Linked DNA regions of Oncorhynchus mykiss: region 2 is linked to region 1. A link is a contact called in public Hi-C data. All regions are on one chromosome and are shown on one strand. Each heading gives the region's core, a stretch centred on a gene start, on an enhancer-like site or on the middle of the called end of the contact. The rest is flanking DNA. Distances are from core to core; before and after follow the strand shown. Region 1 holds the start of impa1 (inositol(myo)-1(or 4)-monophosphatase 1). Region 2 holds the start of LOC110509120 (M-phase-specific PLK1-interacting protein).

What was found. Hi-C and Micro-C count contacts between places; a contact is called where the count stands out from the background.
Region 2: a contact with region 1 is called in a Hi-C map of liver, with 4 times the contacts expected there. The contact joins the promoter of LOC110509120 here to the promoter of impa1 in region 1. A contact is called at or near these places in 2 of 3 Hi-C or Micro-C datasets (blood and liver).

The regions. Positions count from the first base shown.
Region 1 is chr28:37,318,997-37,325,467 of USDA_OmykA_1.1, forward strand. It overlaps impa1 (inositol(myo)-1(or 4)-monophosphatase 1), which reads right to left and starts at 4,056. Exons shown (of 10, transcript NM_001160581.1): 1 at 4,030-4,056; 2 at 3,305-3,409; 3 at 2,872-2,904; 4 at 2,771-2,790; 5 at 979-1,083; 6 at 742-787; 7 at 104-212. The coding sequence starts at 3,367.
Region 2 is chr28:37,469,592-37,476,062 of USDA_OmykA_1.1, forward strand. It overlaps LOC110509120 (M-phase-specific PLK1-interacting protein), which reads right to left and starts at 3,957. Exons shown (of 2, transcript XM_021590091.2): 1 at 3,477-3,957; 2 at 1,865-3,034. The coding sequence starts at 3,848. The coding sequence ends at 2,837. fbxl7 (F-box/LRR-repeat protein 7) reads right to left here and starts at 1,253. Exons shown (of 4, transcript XM_036966595.1): 1 at 1,203-1,253. It overlaps LOC110509119 (ras-related protein Ral-A), which reads left to right. Exons shown (of 5, transcript XM_036966597.1): 5 at 1-1,210.

The DNA of each region.
Region 1 (6,471 bases), core at 2,806-5,305:
GTCTATAGTAAAGTAAAATATGAATAGTAGTGAACTCAGAGAGACATAGTAATACTAGTATTATACAGCACTATAGATGCACTGGTTGAACTAACTACTGAACCTTTCTGGTCTGACACATTAAGGATCTGTCCATTGCAGAAGGCCCCCTTCCCTTTCCTGGCTGTGTACATCTTGTCTTCTATGCAGCTGTACACCACTCCAAACTCCAGCTGAGAGAAACAAGAGAGGAATGAATGTCTGTTGCGGTGGCAATCTGAACAGGGATTCACTACCCCCCTATACACAGTGAAAGAGGTTAGGGTACACAATCGACCACAATTCCAAAAACCAAAAAGAGAAATCTAAATTCAATAAAATTTTTGACTTTTACAGCCCCTTTAATGACTGGTGATGAATATACATTATACTGGTTTAAACATAGATGATCTTCCCGGTCAGTTGACCATTTAAAAAAAATCTAATTTATGAAACACAGAATGCTGTAAAAAAGAGAGACAGTCAGACAGAGACAGTCAGACAAACACAAAAACAGACAGAAAGGAAAGACAGACACAAAAACAGACAAAGACAGACACAGACAGACAGACAGAGACACTCACTCAACTGCAACAATTATGTTGCAGATTTAACTCTTGTAGGTGCAAAACTTTGCAATTTTAAAATGAAGAATGAACAATGAAATGTCTCACGAGTTCTCTAGGCTCAGAAAAACTCTGAATGATTAATAGGAAATCTTGCCTTTCTGTCGACTGCAAAGCCAATAGACACGGCAACAAATGGATATCTGTTGGAAGCCATGGATTTCAGAAAGACGGTGTTAAATAAGATAACCAGTGCTACGGTAAGATGAGCAAATGTGCATGCTACATAATGACAGGATTACATGGAAATCAGGTTTTTGATAAGATATTTTAAATCGACACAAAACGATTACCACATTTTATTTGAGAAAATAACAATAATTTAATAAATTACCCGTGGACAAAGTTAGTGGTTCCGTCTACCGGGTCGACAATCCAGGTTGGGTTGTCAGTTAGAACACAGGGCTCTCCAGCAGCCACCGACTCCTCGCCTATGAAACTGCAACACAAGGAGAACAAGGTCATGTTCACAAAGCTGCTTAAACGCACACAGGAAAAGAACAACCCAGTCGACCTCCATTTGTTTCTATGTAAAGCCAGAGGCGGCTTCGCCTGTGTTTTCAGCTCTCTCTCTGTGTGCAACATCATTAAGGCACTAAAGGAAACAGACTGCAACAGAGAGGGACAATCTGAAATGCTCATTTTCATTTTCCGTAGCACAATGTTTTCTTATTGGACAAGTCTAGATCGCCCCCTCTCCGTAAAACGACCTACTAAACGATCGCCATTAAAGTCCATATAGTCTGCATCATTTAGAAACACCAAACACCTTTATAATGTCTGCATCATTTAGAAACACCAAACACCTTTATAATGTCTGCATCATCTAGAAACACCTTTATAATGTCTGCATCATCTAGAAACACCTTTATAATGTCTGCATCATTTAGAAACACCTTTATAATGTCTGCATCATCTAGAAACACCTTTATAATGTCTGCATCATTTAGAAACACCAAACACCTTTATAATGTCTGCATCATCTAGAAACACCTTTATAATGTCTGCATCATCTAGAAACACCTTTCTAATGTCTGCATCATCTAGAAACACCTTTATAATGTCTGCATCATCTAGAAACACCTTTATAATGTCTGCATCATTTAGAAACACCAAACACATTTATAATGTCTGCATCATCTAGAAACACCTTTCTAATGTCTGCATCATCTAGAAACACCTTTATAATGTCTGCATCATCTAGAAACACCTTTATAATGTCTGCATCATCTATAAACACCTTTATAATGTCTGCATCATCTATGTCTGCATCATCTATAAACACCTTTATAATGTCTGCATCATCTAGAAACACCAAACACCTTTATAATGTCTGCATCATATTTGTCTGCATCATCTATTATTTATACCTTTATAATGTCTGCATCATCTATAAACACCTTTATAATGTCTGCATCATCTATGTCTGCATCATCTATTATTTATACCTTTATAATGTCTGCATCATCTATAAACACCTTTATAATGTCTGCATCATCTATGTCTGCATCATCTATTATTTATACCTTTATAATGTCTGCATCATCTAGAAACACCAAACACCTTTATAATGTCTGCATCATATTTGTCTGCATCATCTATTATTTATACCTTTATAATGTCTGCATCATCTATAAACACCTTTATAATGTCTGCATCATCTAGAAACACCTTTATAATGTCGGCATCATTTTTTAAATTTTATTTACCTTTATTTAACTAGGCAAGTCAGTTAAGAACAAATTCTTATTTTCAATGACGGCCTAGGAACAGCCTGTTCAGGGGCAGAATGACAGATTTGTACCTTGTCAGCTCGGGGATTCGAACTTGCAACCTTTCGGTTACTAGTCCAACGCTCTAACCACCAGGCTACTCTGCCGCCCCATCTGCATCCATGTGTATTAACACCTTTATAATGTCTGCATCCTCTAGAAACACCATGTATAATATCACCTTTATAATGTCTGATTGAACACCAACAGATACTGATCGGGAGGTTCTGTAATATACCTGTAAAAATCCTTCTCCTTTTCTTGGGCTATAAGAAGTGTGCCTGTGTGTGTGTGTGTGTGTGTGTGTCTCAGGATATGTCTTTATATAAGCAAAGCCACAGTAAGTTATTGTACCTGTGCGTGGGGAATTTCTCCTTCACAGAGTCTATAATGAGTTGCTCCACCTTTTGGTCAGTTTTAGTCACCAGGTCCACAGAAGAACTCTTCAACATAACCTTCATGTCATTCTGTACTGCATCCCTTACAAGCTGCAGCAGATAGATACACAGTTGAATACTGGAACTTCTGTCTGAAGCCAAAAGGTCAGTGAAGAAAACCACAAGACAAGCAGCACCACCACACGCTCTGACAGACACAAAGTCAGTCAGTCCGTCAGTCAGTCAGTCAGTCAGTCAGTCAGTCAGTCAGTCAGTCAGTCAGTCAGTCAGTCAAATTCACAAATTCAGACACAAACTCAGTCAGACAGAGACAGTCAGACAGAGACAGTCAAACACAAAAACAGACAAAAAGACAGACAGACAGGACACAAATTCAGACACAAACTCAGTCAGACAGAGACAGTCAGACAGAGACAGTCAGACAAACACAAAAACAGACAGAAAGGAAAGACAGACACAAAAACAGACACAGACAGACAGAGGCACTCACCGAGCCTGCTTTCCTGGCCAGAGCCACAGCATGGTCCATGGCATTCTGCCAAAGGTCAGTCATGGTATGGTGCCTTGATGTAAGAACTATGTCCTTAAAAGGATGCTGTGGAACAGACAGTGAAAAGGTTTTACTTAATACATAAAACATTGATAAAATAACACCTCAAAGTTTATCGATCATACTATGGTTATGTTGGAGAAATTTGCAAATAAACTAGCTACCCCAATACTGGGTCCAGTATGTGCTTGTAGCAATGGAGCTGAAAATGCTGTCAATTCCATCAGAATAAGAGCTTTATGAAACCTGAGGCAAATCCTCCTGTAATTTCCATTTTCCAAGAGCATGACCTTTGTAAAAATAGCAACCCTAGAGGGAAGAACGACTGATTGCTCCTATACTGATGGGAAGAATGTGAAAGTACATTGACAAATTATGGTATAATCATTTAATTAAAACAAATAGCGATATTCTATAATAAAACTGTTTGCATTGCAAATGTTTTCAGATAAAGTCTTGTTTATCCATTTAAAAAACGATTTACAGTACTGATCCGAGATTGGTTTAGCCTAACAGTTCTCGAGCTATATGCGAGGATTTATAACCATTCCATCTTAAAATGTAACACACAACACGTTATCGAGCTAGTCTGTGCACAGAATAGGAAATAAGAGACTGTAACTAGCATACGAATGATCGAGAAAAAAAAGAGACTAAAATCTCACCGATAGTAGATCGAGTTGGGAAAAGTCAATAAGCCACCACTTCCGCATAGAACCAATTTTTTTGTAAACTTCCGCATAGAATCGTCTTCTTCTTGGCTATTTTGCCCAACAAGACGAATGACGGGTATGTGCTGCCGCTTACTGGCCAGTGTTGCGCCACTGCACGCCATTAGCAATACTGAACAAAACTTTTAAACGCAACATGTAACAATTTCAAAGATTTAACTGAGTTACAGTAGTTCATAAAAGGAAATCAGTCAATTGAAATAAATGCATTACGCCCTATTCTATGGATTTCACCATGACTGGGAATGTAGATATGCATCAGTTGGTCACAGACGTTTAAAAAAATAAAATAAAAAGGATACAGATACATTTGAAAAAAAAGAAAGGAAAGGTAGGTGCGTGGATCAGAAAACCAGTCAGTATCTGGTGTGACAAACCATTTGCCTTACGCAGCGCGACACATCTCCTTCGCATACAGTTGATCAGGCTAAAGGTTGTGGCCTTGGGAATGTTGTCCCGCTCCTCTTCAAGCTATGCGAAGTTGCTGGATATTGGCCGGAACACGTTGTAGTACACATCGATCCAGAGCATCTCAAATATGCTCAAAGAGTGACATGTCTGGTGAGTACGCAGGTCATGGAAGAACGGGGACATTTTCAGCTTCCAGGAATTGTGTACAGATCCTTGCGACATCGGGCCGTGCATTATCATGCTGAAACATGAGGTGATGGTGGCGGGTGAATGGCGCGACAATGGGCCTCAGGATCTCGTTACGGTATTTCTGTGCGTTCAAGTTGCCATCGTTAAAATACAATTGTATTCATTGTCCGTAGCTTATGCCTGTCTATACCATAACCACACCACCAACATGATGGACTCTGTTCACAACGTTGACATCAACAAACCGCGTGTTCAGTGTATTTTAAAAACGTTTTACAGGCAATCAATCCTCAGTCAGGTTGATATGAACAACCCATTAATACAAACAGTCTCAATTGGAGTAATTTCTAACACTTTACTGAAAAGTAGGAACTGTAGCAGTTATTTGATGCCATAGAAATAGGTATTCTAGATGTATATAACCCCTTGTAGCATGGACATTGCCATTGAGGGCTTCCACCATTTTAATAGTTCAAGGGATAGTTCACCCAAATTGCAAAAGGACCCTGTAAGCATTCTATGTAAGAATTCCATGTAAGAATTCCATGCATGGACAGTTGTAAGCATTTTATGTAAATTACAAGGTATGACAGCATTCCATGCTTCGTTTAGTATCCCTAAACGGAGTTCCACAGGTGATCCATTATCCATAACCCCCTCCAATATCCACCCCCATTATCCATAGACTCCATTATCCATAATCCCTCTCCAATATGCCTGTTATCCATAATCCCTCTCCATTATCCATAACCCCATTATCCATAATCCCCCTCCAATATCCATAATCGCCATACATTATCCATAACCCCCTCCATTATCCATAACCCCCATACATGATCCATAACCCCTCTCCATTATCCATAATCCCCATCCATTATCCATAACCCCCCTCCATTATCCATAATCACCATACATTATCCCCCTCCATTATCCATAATCCCCATACATGATCCATAACCCCTCTCCATTATCCATAATCCCCATCCATTATCCATAACCCCCCCTCCATTATCCATAATCACCATACATTATCCCCCTCCATTATCCATAATCCCCATACATGATCCATAACCCCCCTCCATTATCACCATACATTATCCATAATAAACCTATTTGCTCTACATCACAAAAGGTTAAGGTAAAGCTATAGGTCACAAGTTTAGAGGAGGAAACCACAATGCTATTCACAGTTCAGCTGTTTGAACACATTGACACCTCTCTCACTATCACAATGGAGAGTAGGAGCGCATTTGAAGCAGTTGTATTATTTTATCATATCCATAATCATATCTCTTATTTGGGAAAATAATAATTTGGGAAACACGTCAAGAGTTTTTCAAACTTTGTTCCATTGAACATGCTCTAATGACATTTTAGTTATATGAAGAGTGCCTTGTTCCTCCTAGTTTTTTTAATGACCAAATAACCCCTTTACAAAATCACATGATCATGAGAAATATTGATCAAGATGTAATAACATGGCAAAGTCAATATTTCAACTTGTGATAACAGGGGACAATGCTTTCTACATTTCAAGATGATTGTCAATCACTGTTTGGTGGGATACAATGCATAGCTTAGTGCTCTGGACAGGTGGCAATGAGGCTTTTAAAGGCATTTCACTCCATGCAGTTCCAACTTCCGAAACCGTCCATGCTTTCCAATGCTGGCTGGTCATTGGTTAAAGTAGGATTCTGTTTCAATGTTGTGGCTGCAGTAACTGACCCTATTGGCTCAAATACTGCATCTCTTACGCTGAGGAAAGGGGTCCTCCAG
Region 2 (6,471 bases), core at 2,707-5,206, 150 kb after region 1:
AGGTTTCTATCCCGAGGCACATCTGTATCCCTTTAACTATAGGCAGGGTAGCCTAGTGGTTAGAGCGTTGGACTAGTAACCGGAACCGAAATCTGTCGTCCTGCACCTGAACAGGCAGTTAACCCACTGTTCCTAGGCCGTCATTGAAAATAAGAATTTGTTCTCAACTGACTTGCCTAGTTAAGGTAAAAATAAAACATACCTTATATCACAGAGGTCCTCTGTATAGTCTGATAAATAACCTTTTTGTTTTGTTTTTCGGCATGGGTTTTTTTCTGCCGTTTGTGCACAACCCCCCCCCCCCCTCGCCGAGTTCTGCGATGACAAAACTGAACGTACTATGCAGACGCCTTAAGGCATTGGGATTTTCTCACAACCCGAAAACCTTGCTGCTAGACAAACGTCTATCGTGCCGTTGAGAGTCAAGGCAAGGCTATACAGACCAATAACCCCGACTGATTGTTCCATGTACTCTCATTTACAATATACACACACTTAAGTAGTTAACATAGACACCTTTTAATTTCAAAATAAGCTACTTTTGATATGAAGACAGTTAACACGGGAAAATGCATTTCAGAAAATGATGGCGTGAACATCCCTAGTTGAGAATCTTCCACGTTAATAACTGTGCTGCGGTGTCATATAGATGGGTGTTTACTCCAGTCCTTGGATGGAATGTACCAATGAACTTGAGGAGACGCACTGAAATGGGAAACTATTGCACCAATGGCCCATTATGCTTAAGGTTCCGTCCTGTTTGAAAATGTGAGAACTGACAACGTTTTTTTTTTTTTTTTAAATGAAGTTAACAGTCGCACACCGCAAATAATATCTTAGGCTCTGGTCCAATACTTTTCTTTTTTTTACCAAGACAATTATTGTAACCTGGGTCTCGTTCATTAGGCACCGAATGGAATGAAACTGGTGAGGAACTATGAACTTCTCAAATAAGAAAAGACCCGTTTCTCGTTGAAAAACATTTCCATTGTGTGCCCTAATGAACACGCCCCCTGGTATCCCATGCTATTGTTCTGTTTGTACGAGGCTTGATATCTAGGAGCAATGACGCTATCATTAAGTCTGTGCCGCCCGCTGCCCTAATGCTGGCCGCTGGTAGCAGAGGTCCTTTCAACTCATAACATGTGGAATAGTGTAAATTGACTGGAAAATTAAGGAAAAGGGGAAATTAAATAACTTACAATGTCAATGTTTCGTCTTTTTCTTGGGACAACCTTACAAGATGAACAGCTATAAAAAGTTAAAGCAAACTTTAATAGAAATTTCAAACCAGAGTAAACTACATTTTCACATGTGAGTGATGGGTGTGTGTGTGTGTATATACATAGACAAAAGTATGTAGTACTGTTGCATAAGGGACAAGCACCATGTCAATTTGTAAAATCATATATCGAGACTTAAAAGTTACACAGATTATATAAGGACGCCACTCATGCATTTACATAATCGAGTAGGCCTAAGTCTTTGGCCAATCATAATGAAGTAATAAATGGATCAGGTCTATTTAAACGCTTTACTACCAACCGAGGTACTCAAAGCACTTCACATAGTACGAGGGAGAAAAAAAACAATCACCTCGCCCACCTGGGTGATGCATAGCGACCAACGCTCACCGCCCATCAGGTGAGGAGTGATATGCCAATTAGAAATGAAGGGGGGGTGATTAGGTGGCCTTGATGGAAATGGGGCGAGGTTGGGAATTTAGCCAGGACACCAGGGTTAACACCTCATGACCAGACAGTCAGGACAACCATTTAACATCCCATCCAAAAGACTGCACCCTACACGGGGCAAAGGGTGATACGCTGCGGGCAATTGTCTTAAGTCAAACTAATCACAACCGTTTTTTACCATTTTTTTGAATTTACTACAAACAATTACACCAAACGTCCAAATTATATTTCTCGACAATAAGAAAACACATATCCTTTAGAATACATATTTACACATGTAGAAACCTGAGGCAGTGACAAGTCACTGGTTTATATTGCCCATCTTGAAATAGCAGTAAAATACATTTCACATGTAATATCATTAGAAATAGGCCTAGAACAAATTAGAGGTTTATACAGTCCATCATAACAGGCTAGACCCAACTAATCAATCAGTTCTTCCAACGCAATGCTAACCTGTGGAGATCAGGGCCCGTATCCACAAAAACATCAGAGTAGGAGTGCTGATCTAGGATCTGTCCACGTAATCTTATTCACTATGGTTTTATTTATTTTTTAAAAACAAGGCAACACTGATTGTAGAGCAGCATTCCCACTGGGATATGCTTTGTGGATACAGACCTAGAGATTCACAGCTGTCCTTCTGAGGGGTAAAAGTAAATAAAAAAAGTCCCCTTACTAATCAACACTTTATACTGACACAATGTTAAAAATGGGAAACATATGATTAAAAAGGTACACAGACATACCATATATGGTATTAAACTAGCCTGCAAAAATGGATAAAACAAAATTCACTAAAGAATTTTTTGAATATAATTGATTCCCTGTGTTTGGTTTTTAGTATGCTGCCATTTGCCCTGAAATTGAGAAAGTCTCACGATCAGGTTTAAAAAGTAAAGGTGTGATCACAAGGTGTGCTGGAAAAGAGCTTCAGATAGTGGACAGTGTGTGTCCGCTAACAATTGCTGGTGAATCCTCTGACATCTTCAAAGACTGCTGTACTATATAGTCTGTGTTATAGGCAACTTTTACCACACTTCAATGGTTTTTGGTAATAGTCCGAAACAAAAGAAAAGGACAGGGCAAATATGAAACGGAAAGGTTTGAGGCCTCATCTGCATGGTTTGAAGGGGAAAGTCCTAGTTGAAATATCTCCCTGGCCTGCCTGTATGTGTGGTTTGCTGTTGGGAGCTGGTTGTGCTCGTGACCGGCACTGGCTGTAGGCTAGCCCATGGGTCCTGCAGCATAGAAGCGTTGTAAAACTTCTCCACACCACCTTGTGCCCCCTGGCCTCTGCCACCACGCGGCCCAAACGGAGTGGAATGCCGAGGGGAACCCTTCAGGGGGAAAGAACCATCACGTTATGAGACATCGAAACTATAAACCAATTAGATTAAATAAAATGATGGAGGCGTCGGGAGGTCAATTACAGACACGTGTGAGAAACAGAAGCGCCGTGGTATCGAAACTAAAAATAAACGAGACAAACGCCAAAACATACTATCTACTCAAATCATCATGATGGTAAAAATGGCGTTTCGTCGTCTTCTACTCACGAATCATTTAGGTTATCGTTGGACAGACAAATATATTTGTTATATCAAATGTGTAACGTTAATTACACCGCGCCTGCGTCAATTCGGAGGCGTCCGAGTGGGAAATAGCAGGTGAAACAAAACCCGATCTACGAGAACACAGACCAGAGGCGCTAAAATAAATAACAACTTATAACAAAAAGGGTTACTTAGTAAGCAACAAAAAAAAACATTCAATAGTTACCTGATAACCCATATGTTGTCCAGGACTTTGTGAGTGGTATGGAGAATTTCTGTACGAAGCGCCACGAGGACTCGGATTCTGTCTACGCGGTGTATACGCTGGAGATGAGCCGTTGTTAAATCTTCCTTTACCCCCACTTCCACTGTGATAACCCCTATTACCGTTACCACTAAAGTCTCTTGGAGGAGTATTTGGAGAATCAAACTGGCCAAATCTAGGCGGTCCAAAAGACGGAGGGGGACCACCACGAAATCCCCACGGTGGAGAAGGATGCATTCCCACCGCGCTGTTGTCGAATCCTGTCGGGCTTCTGAAACCACCTCGCGATCCCATTCCGCCCGGACCGGGTTGTCTGAAATCCGGTCTGTACATTTCCAAAAATCTAAACCTAAGCTATTTCTAAGAGAAAAAAAACTATCTTTGCTCTCTTGGAAGCAAATGCCAAATGTATGTTTTCAAACCTCTGTTTACGCGTTTAGAAAACCGGAACAGGAAATACTATAAACGGGAAGAAGGGAAAACGTATCCTTCTCCGTCGTTGGCGTTTTAAACAATATCAACAATTACTTGTGTTCTGCCACCTTCAGGTGGAAAGGGATCAACAGTAAGCAACCAAAGCGAGTAGAGGTCATCAAGCAATTATTTCGTTCGTTAAAAACATTGGCAGTCAAACCATGGAGCATTTAGCTATTTGATTTGGCATTTTTGGAGCCCTTTAGGTATATATACAAATATATATAAAACATTATAATTAAATATTGAATTTGGCCTTTAATACCATATCCCATACAAATGCATGGGAATAACACATATATAAATGGCAAAAACACATACAAAAAATAAATAATAAGGAATACGTTTTTGAAGTATCTGTCCTACATCTAGCATATTTATATATATTTTGTACACATATTTAGCCCCTTTTTTTGAGGTAGGCACAAAACGACCTCCATACTTCCATTCATTTTTTTAACGAGTCCGTAGAGTGGTCATACTAGTTTGTAGGCCAAACCGTTAGGACACTACAGGCGTTTTCATGTGAAAACCGATTTTCGGGAACTCTCATGATCTGACAGACAGGTAGCTCGGCTACCTTCCACTGCAGATGTGGAAGAGCGCCACAGCCGGATGTGGTGGATTGAGAATCAACCCATTCAATAAACAGATATCTCTAGTTTAAATTGACGGATTTTGATGGGGATTTTTATTATAATAATTGATGTATTATTATAATTTATTATAATATCATACAAAGCCTTCAGAAAGTATTCATACCCATTGATTTATTCCACATTTTGTTATGTTACAGCCTGAATTCAAAAGGCATTAAATATGATTTTTTTAACACCCCATAATGACATTGTGAAAACATGTTTTTAGAAATGTTTGCATATTTATAGAAATATGTAATTTACATAAGTATTCACGGCCCTGAGTCAACACGTTAGAATCACCTTTGACAGCAATTACAGCTGTGAATCTTTCTAAGTCTCTTAAGAGCTTTGCACACCTGGATTGTACAATATTTGCAGATTATTCTTTAAAAAATTATTAAAGCCCTGTCAAGTTGGTTGTTGATCATTGCTAGACAACCATTTTCAAGTCCTGCCATAGATTATCAAGCCGATTTAAGTCACAACTGTAACTAGGCCACTCAGGAACATTCAATGTCGTCTTGGTAAGCAACTCCAGTGTATATCTGTCCTTGTGTTTGGCCTATTGAAAGGTGAATTTGTCTCCCAGTGTCTGTTGGAAAGCAGACTGAACCAGGTTTTTTTCCAAGGTTAAGCTTTAGCTCTATTCCGTTTCTTTTTATATCCTGAAAAACAAGATGCAGACACCACCATGCTTAAAAATATGAAGGGTGGTACTCAGTCATGTGTTGTGTTGGATTTGCCCCAAACATAACGCTCTTTATTCCTGGACATAAAGTTCATTTCTTTGCCACACTCTTTGTTGTTTTACTTTTGTGCCTGATTGCAAACAGGATGTTTGTTTTTTAAAATAGTTTTATTCTGTACAGACATTGTTCTTTTCACTCTGTCATTTAGGTTAGTATTGTGAAGTAACTACAATGTTGTTGATCTATCCTCAGTGTTCTCCTATCACAGCCATTAAACTCTGTAACTGGTTTAAAGTCACCATTGGCCTCATGATGAAATCCCTGAGCAGTTTCCTTCCTCTCTTGCAACTGAGTTAGGAAGGACGCATGTGTCTTTGTAGTGACTGGGTGTATTGATACACCATCCAAAGTGTAATTAATAACTTCACCATGCTCAAAGAGATATTCCATGTTTGCTTTTTCATTTTTCTTACCCATCTACCAATAGGTGGCCTCCTTTGCGAGGTATTAGAAAACCTCCCTGGTCTTTGTGGTTGAATCTGTGTTTGAAATTCACTGCTCAGCTGAGGGACCTTACAGATTATTGTATGTGTGGGGTACAGAGATAGAAAAAAAAAAAACAACATTTGAGAGTTTAATCAGTGTATTTTGAATATCCTGTATATTCAATGACATTGCCGAAGCAATATATTGTTCACTTTGTTGTCAATGTAAAATTATGCAAACTGAATATGTATTTCCAACCAGCTTAGTAGACTATCTTTACTGAAGTGCAGACTTTGTGAGAATGGGTTTAAATACATTGCAGTACAATCTTCAAGCCATACGTATTTCAAACATAACGTTAAGATGAATTTCCCAGTTGGGTTTGGTTACCTCGCATCGTCTGGAGCCTGAAGACGGAAGACAAACTGTAAAGAACAAGACAAAAAGAGTACTCAGATTCAGCAGATATGTGCATTTTCTCAGATGCTATTTATTGGAAGTTATATTGCATACGTACAGCTCTGGGAAAAAAATGAAGAGACCACTGCAAAATTATCAGTTTCTCTGGTTTTACTATTTATAGGTTTGTGTTTGGGTAAAATTAACCTTTTTTGTTTTATTCTATAAACTACTGACAACATTTCTCCCAAATTCCAAATAAAAATA